Linked DNA regions of Callithrix jacchus: region 1 is linked to region 2. Evidence: chromatin contacts called from public Hi-C data. All regions are on one chromosome and are shown on one strand. Each heading gives the region's core, a stretch centred on a gene start, on an enhancer-like site or on the middle of the called end of the contact. The rest is flanking DNA. Distances are from core to core; before and after follow the strand shown. Region 1 overlaps SPMIP2 (sperm microtubule inner protein 2). Region 2 overlaps RAPGEF2 (Rap guanine nucleotide exchange factor 2).

What was found. Hi-C and Micro-C count contacts between places; a contact is called where the count stands out from the background.
Region 1: a contact with region 2 is called in a Hi-C map of skeletal muscle, with 4 times the contacts expected there. The contact joins two enhancer-like sites. A contact is called at or near these places in 3 of 3 Hi-C or Micro-C datasets (induced pluripotent stem cells and skeletal muscle).

What each region holds. Positions count from the first base shown.
Region 1 is chr3:37,484,747-37,489,474 of calJac240_pri, forward strand. The region is part of intron 4 of SPMIP2 (sperm microtubule inner protein 2); the gene reads left to right. FNIP2 (folliculin interacting protein 2) reads right to left here. Exons shown (of 18, transcript XM_078366359.1): 9 at 1,435-1,564. Among named protein-coding and RNA genes, the nearest start is that of FNIP2, 94 kb to the right of the region's middle. Within about 2 kb of position 2,340, at least 5 of the 16 cell types and tissues checked have an H3K27ac peak or open chromatin away from gene starts, as enhancers often do. A contact at or near this core is called in skeletal muscle, where this site is marked.
Region 2 is chr3:37,130,582-37,135,221 of calJac240_pri, forward strand. All of the region lies in intron 3 of RAPGEF2 (Rap guanine nucleotide exchange factor 2), which reads right to left. Among named protein-coding and RNA genes, the nearest start is that of RAPGEF2, 110 kb to the right of the region's middle. Within about 2 kb of position 2,985, at least 4 of the 16 cell types and tissues checked have an H3K27ac peak or open chromatin away from gene starts, as enhancers often do. A contact at or near this core is called in skeletal muscle, where this site is marked.

The sequences.
Region 1 (4,728 bases), core at 1,090-3,589, 350 kb after region 2:
GATGCAACGCCTAGAATCCAGGTTAACTTACTCTATCATACATCTAGTGAGTGACAGAGCTAGGACTTGTGTTCACACAAAATTCCAAGCTTTTAATCATTTAATCCCAAGTCCACCAACCAAAAAGCAGCTTCTTGATGGGTGATGAAGCTATAATTTTTTCTTTCCAGCTAGCTTCTAGGATTGTGAAAGAGACAGAAGTGAGGCAAGCAACCTGATGTGTGCTACTCACACCCCCAACCCCTCAGTTTCTCAGCTTGTCCCTTCAGTGCCGTCTCTTCTAAGAAGGGCTCCCTATTTCCCCCCATGACCATCACTGTGTTTCCTCCATCCTGAGTCTCATAGCACTTTATATCTGCCTATGATATTTATCACATAACATCTTTATGCCATTATTTGTGTACCATCTCATAAACTAAGTACAGGCACAAAGCTGAAATGTCTTACACCTTCACAGATCCCTGCATATGGTGAGGCATAGTCAATTTACTAAATCAGTTAATTTATGTGAATTTTTTTATTTTTTTGAGACGGAGTTTTGCTCTTGTTACCCAGCCTGGAGTGCAATGGTGCGATCTCGGCTCACCGCAACCTCCACCTCCTGGGTTCAGGCAATTCTCCTGCCTCAGCCTCTTGAGTAGCTGGGATTACAGGCATGCACCACCATGCCCAGCTAATTTTTTGTATTTTTAGTAGAGATGGGGTTTCACCATGTTGACCAGGATGGTCTTGATCTCTTGACCTCGTGATCCACCCACCTTGGCCTCCCAAAGTGCTGGGATTACAGGTGCGAGCCACTGCGCCCGGCCAATTGACGTGAATTTTTATAGGTACACAAAAAAAATTTCCCTTCAAGTATTTGGACTGTAGGAAGAAAAAGTTGGAAGCTATGAATGTAACATCAAATGTACATTTTTGCACACAACTGAACTTTAAATCCAAAAACCAACTGAAATGAAAGCAGAAAATACCTAGATGCCATCTCTATTTATAATCTTTTCATACCTGTTTAGTTTAAGAATTTACATTTCACAAAGAATATATCACAGACCCTTGACTTCATATATTTTTGAATACCACATTGGTATCACGGTGGCCAAAAAGAGACTCATCTCCCTCATTACTTATAAAAGCTACATCTGGAAGGGACCCTATTTAAAGAGAGCACACCATTTTAAATGAACCCCCAATCTAGCTCATGAAACAACTACTCAGAAACTTCCTAGTGTCTTCAAAAGGAGGAGATTTTTAAACTTTAGCTTTTATTTATTCTTTCCTTCGAACTTCTAATTTGTAAACTTGCAGGCTAAGCTGAAGCTAATAAAAAAGTTTGGTTCTTTTTCCTCTGACAATAGGCGCGAACAGTTGCCCTGCCAGTTTCATCAAGCTGCCTACACTAGTACTTTTCTCGGCAAGAGGAAACTTGCAACTCACCTCCTTGGAATGATGCCATTTTCCAAACTTGTTGTCTGACTTCGAAGCCAGCGGCGCTGGTAACTGCTGGAAGAAGATGTAGAGGAGCTTGGAGATGGGAAAGGTGTGATCAAAAGACTGCTTAGTGAGGCTGTAGGAAGAATTTAGAATTGGAAAGTCGAGGAAAATTAGTCCTTATGTAGCTACATAATGCACAACATCATCAATGTATTTAATATCACGGAACTGCACATTTATTATGTATTTCATATCACTGAACTGTATACTTTGCCATTAAAAAATGACAAAAACTGCAATTACCTTTGCATCAACCTAATAAATGGTTAAGATGGTAAATTTTATGTTATGTGGATTTTAATACAATCCAAAAATTGGAAAAAAAAATCTATGCCAAGTAACCTAAAATTCAGGTTCTACCAGTCATATCCAGCAGGGGGAGACTACAATTTCTCTCTTCCTAAGATTTCTGAATAGCAAAGGAAACATCCTTTAAAAAGGAAAACAAATTAAAGGAAATAAGAGTCACGGATACAAGTACACAAATTAGCAGCCCCATATTACAAATGCAAAATAATCATTACTCAGAATGTAGATTGCTGATTTCTACCAAAATTTCTACCACACCATATAACCATATTGCCACCTGGTAACTAATGCCATACACAATGCTTACTTACACATCTTTCCTCCTAAGAACTCCTTCACTCTATACTTTGAGGTAAAGTTTAGGCAACTAAGTTTTTTCCCCCACAGAGTATCCTGTCTCCCAACCTCCATCTCCATATATACAATACATATCCTCCTTCCTTCCAGCCCCTACTGCTACTCTTGTCTGTGAAAAAGAAACCTCTACTCTTCAATATGCTTTCTGCTTGGATTACTTATTTGCCTCTGAGCCTTTCTCTGCCTCCTCCTGCTACATATTAGATGCCTACAGTTGTGTCTTGGGAAGTATGAGCTGACAGTGCCAGCCCAGACTTTTCTAACAGGCAGGGAGGAAGAACTAGTCCCTCTCAGGTAGCCAAAGTATTCCTTTCAAGTCAAGCTGCTTGATGAACATCTACTGATTTGAAAGAATGGAAGAAAACAGACTTGTTCTGCTTTACTTCCCTACAGCTAAGGAATCAGACATTGAAATGTCACTCAGTCCAGTGGAAAAGAAAATAGGGTGCTATAGATGGCCAGTCAACATTTTCTGAAGCAAATCACAGGGCAAAGGAAATTGATTTTGGTAAACACAGCATACTATGCTCATGGATATCACTTGAAAAAGCAGTGTCTCCACATGAACTATTACATTTTTATTTATACTTTTATAACCAAATGTAAATAACCTGATAAAGCAGTGTCTCCACATGAACTATTATATTTTTATTTATACTTTGGTAGCCAAATGTAAATAACCTGACTCCTTGACCTGAGCTCTGGGAGTTACTTCGCTATCAATTAATAAGAAATGCCAGGTGTGCTAGGCAACTGGGGTACAGTGGTGGACAAGTCTATGATAGTATCAGCAAGCATGATGACTCAAGTTTCTTTCCAAAGCAAAGGTCTATCAGATGCTTTTCCTTTTATCTAGCTGATATGTACAGAAAATTTGTTTGGTAGGTCTTAATCATCTTTGCATCCATTGTACCCATAACAGCGCCTTATCACGTAGGCAATTAGCAATTACTTCCTGAATGTATGGAACTTTGTTGAACTGAACTGTTACCCACATGTGGCTAGCCCCAATAAGTTAACCTGGTTGCCTTCTTGAGACCAGACTTAAATCCCCCAAACCAAATTCATATTTCAAGTATCAGTAAAGAGGTAATTTTACTGAGAATTTTGAAGGGAGTTAGAAGAGAGCTTTTCCTCAGAGTCATGCAAAATTACCTAATAAAACATCCCAATTAGATATTTCTGCCCTGCCCCCTAGAGTTCCCAAAGTCCCCTGTAGAATCCAGAAGCCCCCTTCCATATCTCTAGGATCCTGCCTCTCTCCTTGCCTTATATTGAGCAAATCAACTTCTTCCAGGCGGGTAGAGGACAAGGTTGACCAGTGGTACTTGTTGGTACTTTTCTCCTGTCACAGTATTGGGGCTCAGAAAACAATATCCCAAAATAAGGAGCACTTTGAACCAAAGGGCACTGGAAGGCCTCAGAAGTCAACCCTGTCTCAGACCTTCTCCTGCCCTCCTTTCTTCTCCTCCCCATCCTCCCTGCAAGGCAAACCACAGAAACTAAAATTCCTCTTCATCAAGGCAAGCCATAGAAACTAGATCCCCTTTTCCCCAGTCAGCCATGAAACCTAGAACTATTACTCTAACATTCCCTTGCCTTTCTGTGTAAGAGCTGGCTACAAAGGAATTCTTAGACCTACTTTATCTGAAAGTAATAAGACCCCCAATTCCAGAAGAGGTCCAGTCCTATACCTGGCAGGAAGAAATGCCACACAGAGAGATCACAAAGAATTGGGATGGGCCCTTGCTGGATGGGTTTTCCCCTTCAGTCTGTTACTATAAGATCATCCCCTTTTTGTCCAATCACAGTTCTACCTGGCTATGCACTCTTTATCAAATCTAAGCATAAAAATGGACAGTTTTCCCTTGAGTCTTTGGGTATCTCTGAAGACTCCCATGCCATATAAAATTTTGACGCATTTTTCAATATGGCAATTGCAATTTTCAACTCCAGAATTTCTGCTTGATTCTTTCAAATTATTTTATTTCTTCATTAAATAAGAATTCTGAATTCCTTCTCTGTGTTCTCTTGAATTTTGTTTCCTCAACACAGCTATTTTGAATTCTCTGTCTGAAAGGTCACATATCTCTGCCTCTCCAGGACCGGCCCCTGGTGCCTTATTTAGTCCATTTGGTAAGGTAATGTGATCCTGGATGGTCTTTATGCTTGTGGATGTCAGTCAGTGTTTGGCCATTGAAGAGTAAGGTTATTTACTGTCATATTCACAAGCTGGGATTGTCTGTACCCTCTTCTTGGGCAGGCTTTCCAAGTATTTGAAGGGACTTGGGTACTGTGATCTAAGTTTTTGGTCACTGCAGCTGTATCTGCATTAGAGGACACCCCAAGCCAACTGACACTGTGCTTCCTTTGGCTGATCTTAGGTAAAATCTAGAAGAATTCTCTGGATTATCAGTCAAAGACTCTTGTTCTCTTCCCTTACTTTCTCCCAAGCGGAGTTTCTCTTTCTCTCTCTCTGCTGAGCTGCCTAGAGCTGGAGGAGAGGTGACATAAACATCCTTGTGACCACCACCATTGAGACTGCACTGGGTCAGACTTGAAGCCAGCACA
Region 2 (4,640 bases), core at 1,735-4,234:
AGGCTTATAAATTCAGCTCTCGTGGCACTGATAATAAAACACACATGAAGTAAAAGGCAACCAAGGTTCGAAGTTGATAAAATACTGTGGCAGTGAATGCTCTGCCATCCTTAACACCCATCGATTAGCCTATATTTAGGGTTGACTCTGTATCAGGAAATCCATGAGAAAGATTTGAGGATATAAAGGTTAAGTGGTAATCTGTACCACTTATTATAATTTTGTTTATCTGATAGATAGGCTGTTTCTCTACATTCTCAAAAGAATCCAAAGTTAACATGCAAGAGTTATATTTGCTTTAGTAGGCATTTGCAGAGAATGACCATTCAATCATCATTTACTAAATTCAGTGAGCATTTACCATATGCCAGGCCACATATGATAACCAAAATTTCTTCGAGTTGTCTCTTCTAAGGATTCAGATTTTGTAAAAAATAAGTTAATTAGAACTAAGAATACAAAAAAAAGTGAATCTTATTTTACAGATGTTCTGGAAATAGTTGTAAGCTAGAAAAATCCTTCTCTCCTCCCTTTTACCCATCCCCCACAGAATTTATGTTTAGTTTCTGTTATGAAAATTCCTTTCTGTGAGGGGTCTCCATCAAAATCTGTTTTATTTAGTCTTACTAGTCCGGAAAATTCCCCTTACTTTATTAGAAAGCACTGTACTAACCATGCTTACTCTTTTCACTTACAATTATGCCTCAGACAGGCAGTGTTTCGGTGTGGGGTACAATGTGCTTCCCCTTCAAGATCTGCAAACACTTCCTTTCCACAGTGCAGCTGTTACTGGAGGGGTTTTTACAGCATTTTTACATGTGTATGTAAAAATGGAAAAGCGATGGCTTTTAAGAAAAATGAAACTGAAATTATAAAAATAATACTTAGTAGTAACAGCAGTAAATTTTTCAATACTTAGAGAGTATGCAAATTGAGAGCTCACTTCCAGGTAATAAAGCTGGTTAAGAGAAGACTGACAATAAGAATAATAGCACAGACAGTGCCCAACTGCCAATGGTCCGACAAGCTTTCTCCTCTTTACGACGCACTCAACTCGAGTACCAAACGATTCTGCTTTTCACTTTCAGTACAATATTCAAAAAATTACATGAGGTACTCAACAGTTTGTTGTAAAACAGGCTTTGTGTTAAAAAGATCCTGCCTAACTGTCGGCTAATGTAAGTGTTCTGATGTTTGCATTAGGCAAAGTGTATGTGTCAGTTCTCTCTCTGCCATAAATAACTGCCTGGGATTGGGTAACTTGAAAAGAGGTTTAATTGACTCACAGTTCCGCAGGCTGTGAGAAGCATGGCTGGGGAGGCCTCAGGAAACTTACAATCATGGGGGAAAGCAAAGGGGAAGCAAGCGCTTCTTACCATGGCAGAGCAGGAAAGAGAGCAGAGAGAGAAGTGTTAAACAACCAGAACTCATGAGTACTCATCCACTATTAGGAGAGCAGCAAGGGGAAATCTGCTCCACAATCCAAGTACCTCCTACCAGGTCCCTCTCTCAACACTAAGGACAACAATTCGACACAAGATTTGGGTGGGGACACAGAGCCAAATCTTATCATTAGGCTAAGCAATGATGTTCAGTAAGCTAGAGGCATTAACTGCATTTTCACTTAGGATATTTTCAACATATGGTGGGTTTATTGGGATGAAACCACATTGTAATTCAAGGAGTAGGTGTAGTGGTAGTAATAATAAATATCTAAGATTAACACTAAGATTCTATTCTATCCAGTAGTTCTCAAGCTTTGATATGCAAACGACTCATCTAAGATGTTAATTTAAAATGCATCGATCCCACCCATTTCCCCAGTTTCTGATCATTAGATGGGAGATCCATCAAAGTGACTTTTAAACAAACATCCTGGATGATTCTTATGTATGGGGCTTGCCAACTTTGAAAAAGTTTCAGAAAAATGATCTTGGTATGAAGTTTCACGAGGAACAAATGGAAGGAAAAAAAAGTACAACTTTATCAATATCCATGCAATTAGGTATGTGCATTGTAATAAAAAGTGCTATTTTAATTTTTCTCAAATAATTGCTTTTTTTTTTCTTTTAATTATGAGCAAAGGAGCCCCTTCAAGGTTTGCTGAAATAGTAATGCTTAAGCTTGAAAGAATCCTGACTGGTTTCCAAATAATCTGTCTGACACGACCAGTATTGGGCAGAAAAGAGAAATCCAGACTAAAGAGGTTCATATGGGAACACAGTACTTGCAAGTCTCTCTAATCAGCCAAATGTATGCTTAGAGAAGACCTAATTTCTCTTAGAATCTCAGAATTTGACCACAGAATCATGAGCTAGGAACCACAATGGACAACTGATTTGATTTCAATACAATGAAATCAAATCCTACAATCGACAAAACAAAAGTCACAAAAGCCCTGGTATATAACAAGGCACTTTAAAAGTTTCCTGTTTCTGTTTTTCATCAACAGGAAGGAAATTAATAAGGCCAAAGAAAACAAAACACAAACAGACCTTATAAAATGATTAGTTCACCTTGCACTGTAAACAGATAGAAAGCCTCTGAGGCAATCAGAACTGCATGATCCCCACTCAGCATTATCCCAAGTCTAAAACAAGAATAATGGGCAAGAGGGAAATACTTGATCTGACCCCCTCCTCTCCCACCTTTCTTCTTACTATCCCTCAACATAACCCACTGCTCCTGACTGACTGCTTTCCTTCTGTTCCTTCCAACTCTGCCACGCTGTTCAAGATGTTTAACTCTCTCCATCCACTGTACCTTAAGATGGCTCAAACACTACTTTAAGAAAATCTTCTCACTGTTTTCCAAACTCTAAAAAACTTATCCCATCTAATTTCATTGTTTAATGTTTTTCTCTAACGATTTCTTACTCCTGAGTATCTTCCTCCAACTACAATGAACTATCCTTTTAAAGCAGACACCTGGCGTCAAGCCTAGTAGAAACTGGGCAACGTTTCAGTAATCATTTGCTCAGGTAAATCAGATCAGATGACACCCTTCTGCTGAACTCCCACGGTCCTTCAGAGGAGAAAGTGCAGACCCCTGGCACAGCCCATGAAGGAAGGAGGAAAAGGCTGTGCAAAGAGTGCAGGTTCCAGAGTGCAGGTTCTGGAGCACAAATTCCTTCTTTCACACTAGCCATGTGATCCTGGGAAAGTCAAATTCTGAGATTATAGTTCCTCAACTGAAAAAGAGAAGACACTGGTATCTTCTTCACATCACTCCTTTTATTTAATGAAACTATATATAAAGAACCTTGCATGACGGTTAGAAAAAAATACTAGTTCCCTTCATCTCCTTTCCTCTTTTGTAATCGTCTCTGAAAAGAACAACTTTCAGCTTTGCTTTCTGCTCCCAACCCCAACATTCCTTATGCTGTAAACTTCATCCTGTTCAGCCAGGCCACACACTTTTTTCCATCTATGCCATAAAGGTTTTGAACAAACCTGCTGTCTAGCTTCTAAATAGTATATTTTCTCTTGTAAATGTATTACTCATTCTTCTAGTTCCAGGTTAACTATCACCTCCTCTGAGAAGCGTTTTGGTATATTCCAAGGAAAGTGAGTCATTTTCTTCCAGCTTCCCAGAACTCTGTGTCCATGCTCATGTGAAGCAGATGCCAGAGTGTCATAATTATTTACATTAGGAGTTTCTCCCCAATAGTTATTCAACTCCTCTAACTCTTAAGTACCCCCAATATATACACTACATAATGCTTGACTGGCACGCAGATATTTCCTTAGTAAGTATGAATTGAATAGATAGGAACCCAGGTAAGGTATTAAAGTGTCTGAAGTCAAAGATGTGAACTTAAATGGAAAAATGGCGCCAGGATCTAAGAGCCTCCTTGGCAATATCCTAGAGATCCACAAGGTGGCACTCTCTCCATGGGAAAGAGCTGTCTGTGCCGGTCCACATTCTCATTTAAGGAGGCAGCCAGTAAGTGATCAAGTTGAAGCTGACAAGGGGATTGAAAGAACTACCAAGTCCAAAGAAAACTGATTAAATCAGCAAAGACAATTATATAAGAGGGCAAGAAAGTGACTGTGAAAATGCTACTTCATTCAGCTGTTAATACAATGTGAAAACTTAAGGGGAGCCCAGTCAGCCAAAAAGATTGCTCATGGTAGCCTGGCGCAGTGGCTCACCTGAGGTCAAGAGTTCGAGACCAGCCTGGCCAAAACAGTGAAACCCTCATCTATACTACAAATACAAAAATTAGCAGGGCATGGTGGCAGGCGCCTGTAGTCCCAGCTACTCGCAGGGCTGAGGCAGGAGAATCATTTAAACCCAGGAGGCAGAGGTTGCATTGAGCCAAGATCGTACCACTGAACTCCAGCCTGGGCAACAAGAGTGAAACTCCATCTCAAAAAAAAAAAAAAAAAAAAGCCAAAGGGGACTGACAAAACAGAGTGGCAGGTTCTGGAGAGGTGGCTGTGGGCAAAGGATGCTGAGCCTAGCATGGTCATCAGCTCAAAACAAGGCTCCCAACAGCCACAAACATGGGCATCTAAGTTTTGGGTGGGGGGTGGGGGGTGGAGAAGCAACACATAGAAACAGAAAGAATGGTACCCATGTAGAATCTAAGCAATCTGGAACCAGAAGTTAGTGCTTTCCCAGATGATCCTGGCAAA